2 separate regions of the Mus musculus genome follow, and region 2 is linked to region 1. Evidence: chromatin contacts called from public Hi-C data. All regions are on one chromosome and are shown on one strand. The core of a region is the stretch at or near the end of the contact, and the rest is flanking DNA. Distances in the headings are between cores, read along the strand shown.

Region 1 (4,655 bases), core at 1,126-3,625:
TATACGCATGTTTTTGAAGGGCCTGTTGTTAAGCATTTGCCAGCACAGTCACAATCCAATTTCAAATCCAATTTTACAGATCTCAGAAACCAGGCAGACAGTGGGGAGAGAGGCCTGCAGGGACAGGCAAGCAACTAAGAGATGGGTTTGTTTCAGAAGCCTTCTGTTCTAGAATATGGACTATGACACTCGTGCAAGGGATCCACGGGTAACGGTGCTTGGTAACAAGCAAGACAACCTCTCCAATCCCCAGGACCCAGCCCACATGGTCAAAGGTGAAAACAATTCCCACAGGTTGTCCTTTTACCTCCACACAAGCATCCATGTCATGGCACTCACGTGCCCACATACAGACACATACACATAGATTACATGAACACAAATAAATACATCAAAATATAATAAAATAAAAAATTTTAAAGGAACTGGAGTCATCTAGACTACAGACCAAGAATTTCCTTTTACATATAGTAATGATAACTTCTATTTGTAATAGGTGAATGATTCTGGTTCTAACTTCCTCACACAATTATGAGTTATCTCTTTCTGTCTCTCTGCTTTCTCTCTCTCTCTCTCTCTCTCTCCCTCTCTCTCTGTACTCAAATCATCAGCAAGCTCCTCTCTATGACTCTCTATGAGTTGCCTGAGATCTCACACCGTTTTCCTGCTGCTGGAAGAGCTGATGCTTAGGGTTCCTGATGCTTTTCGAGTCCTGTAACAGCCAAGAAAGACCCCAGCAGAGCCCTCAATGACCCGTCATGCACTGCATGTCACTCAGGATATAAAGAGAGATTTTACCAGCTTGTTTGGAAGATAAATTGGTAAACAGAGGAATATATCAAGATTACCACAGGTTGACATGACTTGGTGACATCATCTGCTTGGTCTCTCATTGTTCTTCTCTATGCTGGGCTGTCCTGTTTGCCAAGAAGGAGATTCTTTCGATTTTCAGTTGACAGCTATTTGCTGTTACAAGGACAGCTACAACACCATTGATCAGCATTTGTGCTGAGCGTGCTCCCTTGCCTCCAAATTGCACCTCCACACTCTGCCCCGGGCATTGTTAACTGGCAGGCTTCACTATGATTTCATATCTCACCTGCTTCCACTTTGGTCTTTGCTTGGACTGACCTTTGGAGAGGGCCACGAGAGCTGGAGATTAGAGGGAAGACAGAACGCTTAAGGAGCCTCTCACATCCTGTCTGCCTGGTAGACCAGATGGCCTAACTGCAGTTCCCAGAGCATACAATCCCTATGTTGCACTTTCTGTGGATACTGCAGTATGTCTCACCATACCACCAGGCCTGTGAGCCCAGCTTGAAAGAACCCTTTGTCAGAACCCTTCATTTGCTCACACTTTTGTAGACCTTTAAACTCTCTTCAGTCACCATTTTTGACTGTCCTGCTACCTGTTGACAGTGTGCCTGACATACGGGGCTCCTTTCCATCTTGTAGGCTCATTATCTCATTCAGTCGTTCCAGTAGCCCTGCAAAGGAACATCAGCATCAGCCTGGCTTACAAGAGAGGAGCCTGAGACCCAACACTGATGAATTTGGGTATGCAGGGAAGTCAGAACAATCCCCACCCTCTCTGGCAGCATGGAACTAGACATGCCAGCAGGTTGCAGGGAGTGTGAAAAGGAAGAGCCTGCAACCCTATGGAGACTCCAGAGCCCCACTATCTCCCTGCCCTTAGTGCTGCCGTCTCTCTGTGGTACAGCTACATTCTCCCTGCTTCTAGTGAGGCTGGAAACTTAGGGTCAAGGTCATGTGGTAAAGGTCCTTGACTAACAACCTGAAGCTTTTGTTTGGACAATTCCTAGGAGCTACAGAGGATGTCTACATAATGCAGTAAGATAAATGGCAGCAGCACCAAGAGAGAGGGATGTGTTGGTATTAGCCTCTTCCCTCATTAAACCCAGTCAGCTCTTTCCCAGGACTCTCCAGGTTAGCATATAATGACAGGCAAAAACAGTGCAGTCTCTGGCTCTGATCCTACAGATCAGGAGCCACTCTTGACCCTCCCTCTGAGCAGAAATTAAGCCCAGACAGAAGCCGTTGTCTTACTCTTTCCTGCAGCCCACTTTATAAATTTGTAAATGTTCATTATTTGTTTATGTACCTCTTTAAGACCTAAAGGAAGAGAGGCTTCAGGAGATGACAGCCACTGGAGTGCAGTGCATGTGTGGACAGTTGACATGAGGGAGCATACTGGTATACTCTTAGCTCTAAAATGACCTGAAGAAACGGTTGCTGAAAGAGTAAAGAATATTCTCAGTCTAAACAATTGTGAGTGGCACCCCGGACAGTGTGAGAAAACAGAGACATCACCCTTTTGAGAATTCCATCAGGACACACGCACAACAAGAGCTGCCCTCTGGGGACACTGAACATTTCTCTGATGTGCCACTACCCAGGGCAGTGTGAGGCTTTAGTTTCCCTCCTGGAGCTGGTGACACGTTGGCATGAAAATCCTCCATGGTAGCTTTCATGCTAAATTAGATTTTCCAGAAGAGTCAAAGATCAAAGGCAGGATGAGAGATGACAATTTGTTTTCTTGTATGAGTCATAGCTCAGATCACCAAACACAGAGTTCATCAAATGTTTTGAGCAGTGATGACAGTACTGAGACAAAATTACAGCTTTCTGCTGTGATGTTTAATTACAACTTTTCATCTGATTAAGGGCACTGTCACTATTGGTGACAGTGCAAATTACCCATCACCCCAAAATTCTTCCTCTGGGAATTTATCCTTACGCACTCTGAAATATGTAGGCTAAGACTTAGCTATAGAGATAGTCTCCAGATAGCTCTTTAACAGTGCAAACATTCAGAAACAAATTCCTCCAAAAGAGGAGAAGTAGTTAAAGATAGCATCATCATAATGGGTCACCACTATGGTCCACATTGCCATACATGTACTGGCATTGTGTGAAAAGAACCTGGTATTCCATTTATTAAGTATTAGCCAATAAAGTAAGCTATATGCTCAGGTCACATCACACAAAACACAATATGAACGACTGTGACAATATGTCCCTTCACCACTATCACACACACCCCCAAAAAAAAGTCCTGTAGAATTGTTCTTCAATTAGAATTGCCTAGATGAACTCCAAGACAGAGAGTTTAAAAGAAAAATTATAAACGTGGTAAAATAATTCAAGAATTTTACAGAGGGCATGAACAACTTGGATGACCTTAAAGAGGAGAGGGATAAATTCCTGATAAAAGTCCAAGAAAATACAAGCATACCGTTGAATGAAATGATGGAGTCTGTATTAGTTACTGTTCAGTTGCTATGATAAGATACCATAACCAAAAGCAACTTATACAATGAAAGGTTTGCAGTTTACAGTTCTGGAGGATAAAGTGAGAGTCTGTAATGGCTGAGGAGGCATGACAGCAGGGGGCCAGAGCAAGAAGCAGAGAGAACCATAAACATGAAGCAAAGAGAGCAAGCTGAAGCAAGACAAGGCAATAATCTCACAAAGCAAAACCCACGCCAGTGATGTACTTCCTCCAGCAAGGCAGGCTCCACCCTCTAAGGTTCCATAACCTCCCCAAACAGCGCCACCCACTGGGCATCAAAGAGATGACCAAATACATCCAAGAAGCTACAGAAAGAAAAAAGAAACTAACTGAAACACAAAACAGATCTAAGGACACAAACTGCAAAATGCAACAAAATAAAAATACCTGGCAAAATGACTGCAACCACAACTCAAAGATAACTTTAGATAGCAGTGGTCTCCATTCCCCAGTCAAAAAGAAAAAAGTCCACTGATTGGGACTGAGAAATAAAAATCCATCTTTTTCTTGTCTACAAGAAATACATCTGACCTTCAAGGATAAGGGCCGCTGTAGAATGGAAGGGCAAGTAAAAGGTACCTAGAAAAAGTAGGCATTGCTATCATACTATCTGAGGACATAGGCTTTAAACCAAGTGTCTCAGAAGAAATAGACTTCTCGCTCTAATCAAGGAACAGTTCACCAAGAAGACGTTATCATCCTAAGCATCAATGCTATAAACTCTGGCACCTCCAAATTAATGCAAAGCACACAGCTAGACTTCAGGACACAGATCAACCCAGATCAGTGATATTAGGTGATTTCTGGACTCCACTCTCTCCTCAGACAGGCCATCTGGGCAAAAATTAAATAGAGAAGCATCAGAACTAAACATCATACATACATAGTTATATAGATCTAACATAACTACAGAGCATTCCACCCAAACACCCAAGAATACTTAAATCAGCAGCCTATGGAAATGTTTCTAAAATACACTACATCCTGGGACAAAAAAAACAAATCTCAACACAGAAGAAATGTATAACATCATGGAGCTTATGTGACCGCAATGCATTAAAGCTTAAAATCCACGGGGAAGTGTGGCCCTCACCCTCAGCAAAGGAACTTCTTTTTGCAAAATAAGGAAGCCACTACAGAGATCAGCAACCGGTCAAATGCAGAGAGCAAGTGGGTTTGGGGTGCCCAGCCCCAGTTGGTATAGCTAAAGCACAACCTCATCATGGAAAAGCAGACAGAAAGTGTACGATCCAGAGGGCCAAAATGCTGCTTTCTAGAGATAACAGAGACATTATGTTAGAAATCTCACCAAGATAGTTGCTAGACCAAGACCTGCATGGCG
Region 2 (4,655 bases), core at 1,491-3,990, 330 kb before region 1:
CCCCTCCCCTCCCCTCCCCTCCCCTCCCCTCCCCTTCCCTCCTCCTCTCCTCTCCTCCTCTCCTCTCTTCTCCTCTTTTTTTTTTTTTTTTTGCTTTATGGAAAATTTATTGCAACTCTCCAACACAGAATTATTTTTTCTTTTCAACGTCTTGCTCTGCAGCTTCCTTCGCCCTTTTTGCTCGGATGCCAAAGAGTCGGGCATTGGAACGGGCCATTCGGAGACTGGCAAAAGCCTTAAAGTTCTTCTCTTCTTCTGTGATAACTCTGGCCTTTTCCTTTTTGTACACATTCCGGATGGGCATCACAGGTCCTGTCAGCTGGGTGGCCAGCTTAAGTTCTTCAGCAGAACTGTCTCCCTTCTTCGGAGCAGAAGGCTTCCTGGGGAACAGGATGAGCTTGGAGCGGTACTCCTTCAGGCGCTGCACGTTGGCCTGCAGTGACTCCGTGGACTTGTTTCGCCTCCTCGGGTCCACAGAGATGCCGATGGTGCGAGCCACTTTCTTGTGGATGCCAGCCACCCTGAGCTCCTCCAGGCTGAAGCCCCTGCCAGCCCGGACCTTGGTGTGGTATCTCACTGTAGGGCACCTCACGATGGGCCTGATGGGGCCGGACGCGGGGCGAGGGGCGATGCTACGCGCTTTCGCCTGCCGGGCCTTGCGCCTGCGGATCTTGCGCGCCGGCTGGTTGAACCAAGTGTCCACTCGCTGCTGCCAATCCTTGTGGAAGTGGGGCTTCAGTATCATGCCATTCCGGCTGGGCGCCATGGCTGCCTCCTATACAGGAGAACAGCCGAGCGGAAAGGCTCTTCTCCTCCTCTTATCTCTCCCTCCCCTCCCCTCCCCTTCCCTCTCCTCTCCTCTTATCTCCTCTTCTCCCTTCCCTTAACAAGTAACTAAAAATGTCCAAGATAGCCTTGAAATCAATCCTTGCAGAAAGATAAAAGTTGACTCTAGAATCAGGGAAAAGAAAAAATCTGGAAAAGTCATAGAAGCAACAGTTCAGGTCATATGTAGGTATTTAGCTACATCCTCATCCATGTAACTCTAGATGTTAGCATCATACAGTTGGTTATCTATTTAGAAAGTGCTGATTTTTAAGTGGCCTTAAAGACACTTGCATGTGTGTCCACTCACTCTCTGCTGGGCATTTCTTCTTTTCTTGGTGTGTTTAACAGTTCGACTAGTCCTGGCTCTTAGAGTGAGTTAACTATCCTTTATCACCTTCCCGGTGCCACATTTTGGATCGAGCTGATGGACTTGGCCATTTACCCCTGGACATTTTCCCTGTCTCCATCTCTCCTTTAAGGTCCGAATGCTTGAGTTTACAGGCTAGGTTGACAATGGAGACTACTGGCTTTTTACCTGAACACATTTTGATGTCACAAGCAAGTATGGTGATCTGTGTTGTGCTGATCTCGCCAAAGAAGAGCTGTGTTCCTCAGATTGTTCTTCCCTCTGTACTTCAAGTCTGCAATGACCACAAGTGCTGCCGTGTGCAAGCTTTGACTAGAGGAAGTGAATCATCTTGTTATCCTTTGCATACTTGACATTGTAGGTAAGAACACCAGGCCCTACCTCAGCTCACGCTGAGATTTCTCAGGTCACCTTGTTGATAAGATGCAAACCACTAACACTCCCACCCCTCAGCTGCTGTGGGACTTGCATCCTCCTTTGGTTTCTTTGAGTACTCAGTCAGTGGTTGTTCAGCTTAATGACAAGCACCAGTTTTCCCTGAAGGGATCCTTTCATCAAAATTAGAGGTTGGGAGGCAAGGGAAAGCAATGTGGAATCAGGTCTCCCTTGTGGTCTCTAGTTTACCCTTTCACCCACTTGCTATCTCTGTTCCTGATCGATGGCTCTGGATTGCCAGAACCCAACACTAGAAGCAGAGCCAGCTGCCACACAGGTGATTATGCAAGTCTTGCCAGCTGTCAAGTCAAATCCCCACAGTGAATTAGGTGCTGCGTTGCAGATGCTATCAAGGGGGCTCCTGGATTTTTTTCCCCTTTCTTCGTAGTCTACCCAGTCATCACGGGGAATGAGACTAATTAGCAAGTGGGTCAGCTGTTCCTGGTTCCTCTCACCATGACCTCATCCAAATTTAGTAGTGTCATCCTAACTAGGTACCTAGAGCATGAATAAAAATTAGATAAAAATCTGGGGGGACTCCAAAACATCAAAAGGTTAATGTGAATTCACTGACCACAGGATAACACAAGGTCTAAGATACTGTGTTGTTTAAGGCAATAAGGAAAGAATGTAGAAGCTAATTAGAGAGGTGCAAAGATACTTTCCCTGCATAACATGATTCATCCCTCATGTTAAACACCTAATATGTGCTATGAAATAAGATAACAAAAATAGCTAACATTTGAGGATTTGTGTTCTATTCTGCAATTTTCTAAGGACAAAGTGTTTAGAAAGACGTTTGGATTAAGCACATAACGGGTGTTACATGTTATTCTATGTGCTGTTTTTGTAATGTCACATTGAACTGTCACAATGACCATGTGAGGTGGTGATTGTAATAGGTTCGATCCTTTACCAGTCAGGCGCACCATCTCGCAGTCGTACGTGTTGGTTGCTAAGAGTTTACAGCTCTTTCTCCAGAGAATCGTTTTCAGTCCACCAGGGGCCACGCGAGGATGTTATCCTCAACACCATCCCTGGGTGGATAGTCAAGAAGCATGACTCAGAGACTCAGGCCTTCGCTGCAGGGTGGCTCTGCCTTTCGGTGAGGCTCACAAGCTCCCTGGGGTTTAGTTTAGAGCTAAACCCCAGCTGAGGCCACAGCGCCCTGCTCTGTCTTAACCCTAACACCTCCCTATTTTTCTCTTGAGATACTCCCTCAAGAAAGCACGACACCTCCAAGTCTTTCCTTGAGTTTTAACCAAAGGTAGTCCTGGATGCAGTAGCAATATTCCCATTTACAACAAGAAAACCAGCAGGGAGGCCAAGGGCCTTCTCCAAAGCACATAGAAAACTAGATGGGAAGGTAGGTCGTCTGAACTCATGTTTCTTTGTTTCTCACAGCTCTTCATGGAGTTAAACAAATTCAGAAAGGACTTATGAGCTAAACAACAACAACAACAACAAAAAACACTTTTCTCTCAATAGACTCTGTCCAAACCCTGACTCCCTTATGGAGAGTTGATAATCAATCAAATATAACTATTCTGCTTCCGGGGACCTCACTCACAAGTTCATGATTAAAACACATGGTCACCAGTAGGAAGCAGTATTTATAGTTCTCACACACACACTCATTCACAGACACACCTGGAGTACCCTGACTTTGAATGGTTCATCTGAGGATGGTGTGTGTGTGTGTGTGTGTGTGTGTGTGTGTGCCCTGTCTCTAAAACATTCTGCTCTGCCTTCTTTTTCCACTGCCCAACCACAGGCTCTAGACTTATCTGACTAATCTTAGACTTATCTAAGATTGCACCTGACCTCCCCTGAGCACAGGCACCCCTTTTGAGGGGGTCAGAAAAACAGACAGCAATCTACCACACCAGAGTACCGTAGTGAACCTGTGTTCATCAGTTCAGCTGGAATCACCCTGCGTAATCAGCTCTGAGATGCTGGGCAGCTGCATGCCACATGCCCAGCTTGTCTATATGTTTATGTGGATGTTGAGGACCAAGCTTCAGATCTCACACACGTGCAGCATCATTTTTCAACTTGATAGAACCGTACATGGAACTTGAATCTTTATCCTGAAGTGTCAACATGTGGAACAATACGCTCTCACGCCACTTACACCATCAGCGAGCTGAAACTCCTAGTTAGCCACGCAAGCTATTTAACACTTCACGGCCAAACAGGTTTTGTGTTGGATGCTTCTTCCAACTGCTCTACGCTGGAGTAAAAGATAGGCTTGGTGTGTCATTTCCCTCCTAGCCCTTTCCGCTCTTATCCTGTAAGTATCTGCTGGTGGTTTCAGGTTTATTAGCTCTAGGTTTCATTTAGAAGCAAACCTTGTCTTATTAACATGGCATACCGTATACACGTATTTCTCAGTTTTGTTTGTTTTCCTTTTGTTGCTCCACATCAGCCTGGAAGTAATTCCGTGTCGGTTCACAGAGATCTCCCTGCTTGTGAGCTCTCTGCTGTGTGGATACTGTAGTTTACTAATCAGTCTCCATGGTAGAGGACTTAGAGTGCTCGTGAGTATTTTTACAACGACAAATAATGCTGTAATAAATAACCTTGAGCGTGGGTATTTTTGTTCCACTAGAGGAAGCACCGTGTAGAGACAGAAACCACACAGCAATTAAAATAGAGGAAGTTTAATGCTAAAAATTATAAAACCCTGATAGAGTAACATAAAGAAGAAAAGAACTATAATGATTGGCTAACATTTTCTACAATAGGACAGACTGCAAATAGATTGACCATACTCTCTCTGTCACACGGAAAGCTCTATAGACGGTACATAAACAAATGGGCCTGGCTGTGTTCCCAAACAATTTTATTTCCAAAACAGGTGGTGAGTTAGACTTAGGCAGCTGACCATAATTCTTCAAAGCAGGATATAAAGGATGTTACAGTGCAGAAAACGGATACCAAGGCCGCAGAGCCAGCTAGGGAACTTCCACTGTCTGTCAGGAGAGAAGCCTCTTAGAAACAAGGGTGGACTACTGGATGGAGG

Evidence for each region. A called contact is a pair of places that touch in the nucleus more often than the background predicts.
Region 2: a Hi-C map of olfactory sensory neurons shows a contact between it and region 1, with 4 times the contacts expected there. The contact joins two enhancer-like sites. A contact is called at or near these places in 10 of 39 promoter capture datasets (the 3T3-L1 cell line, 3T3-L1-derived adipocytes, the C10 cell line and 6 more), 11 of 484 Hi-C or Micro-C datasets (Sertoli cells, cerebellar granule neurons, cerebellum and 6 more) and 1 of 115 datasets of contacts at active chromatin or transcription factors (astrocytes).

What each region holds. Positions count from the first base shown.
Region 1 is chr3:58,656,426-58,661,080 of GRCm38.p6, reverse strand. No RefSeq gene overlaps it. Among named protein-coding and RNA genes, the nearest start is that of Erich6, 22 kb to the right of the region's middle. Within about 2 kb of position 2,375, at least 5 of the 459 cell types and tissues checked have an H3K27ac peak or open chromatin away from gene starts, as enhancers often do. A contact at or near this core is called in olfactory sensory neurons, where this site is marked.
Region 2 is chr3:58,983,281-58,987,935 of GRCm38.p6, reverse strand. It overlaps the pseudogene Rpl13-ps6. Among named protein-coding and RNA genes, the nearest start is that of Gm22491, 10 kb to the right of the region's middle. Within about 2 kb of position 2,740, at least 8 of the 459 cell types and tissues checked have an H3K27ac peak or open chromatin away from gene starts, as enhancers often do. A contact at or near this core is called in olfactory sensory neurons, where this site is marked.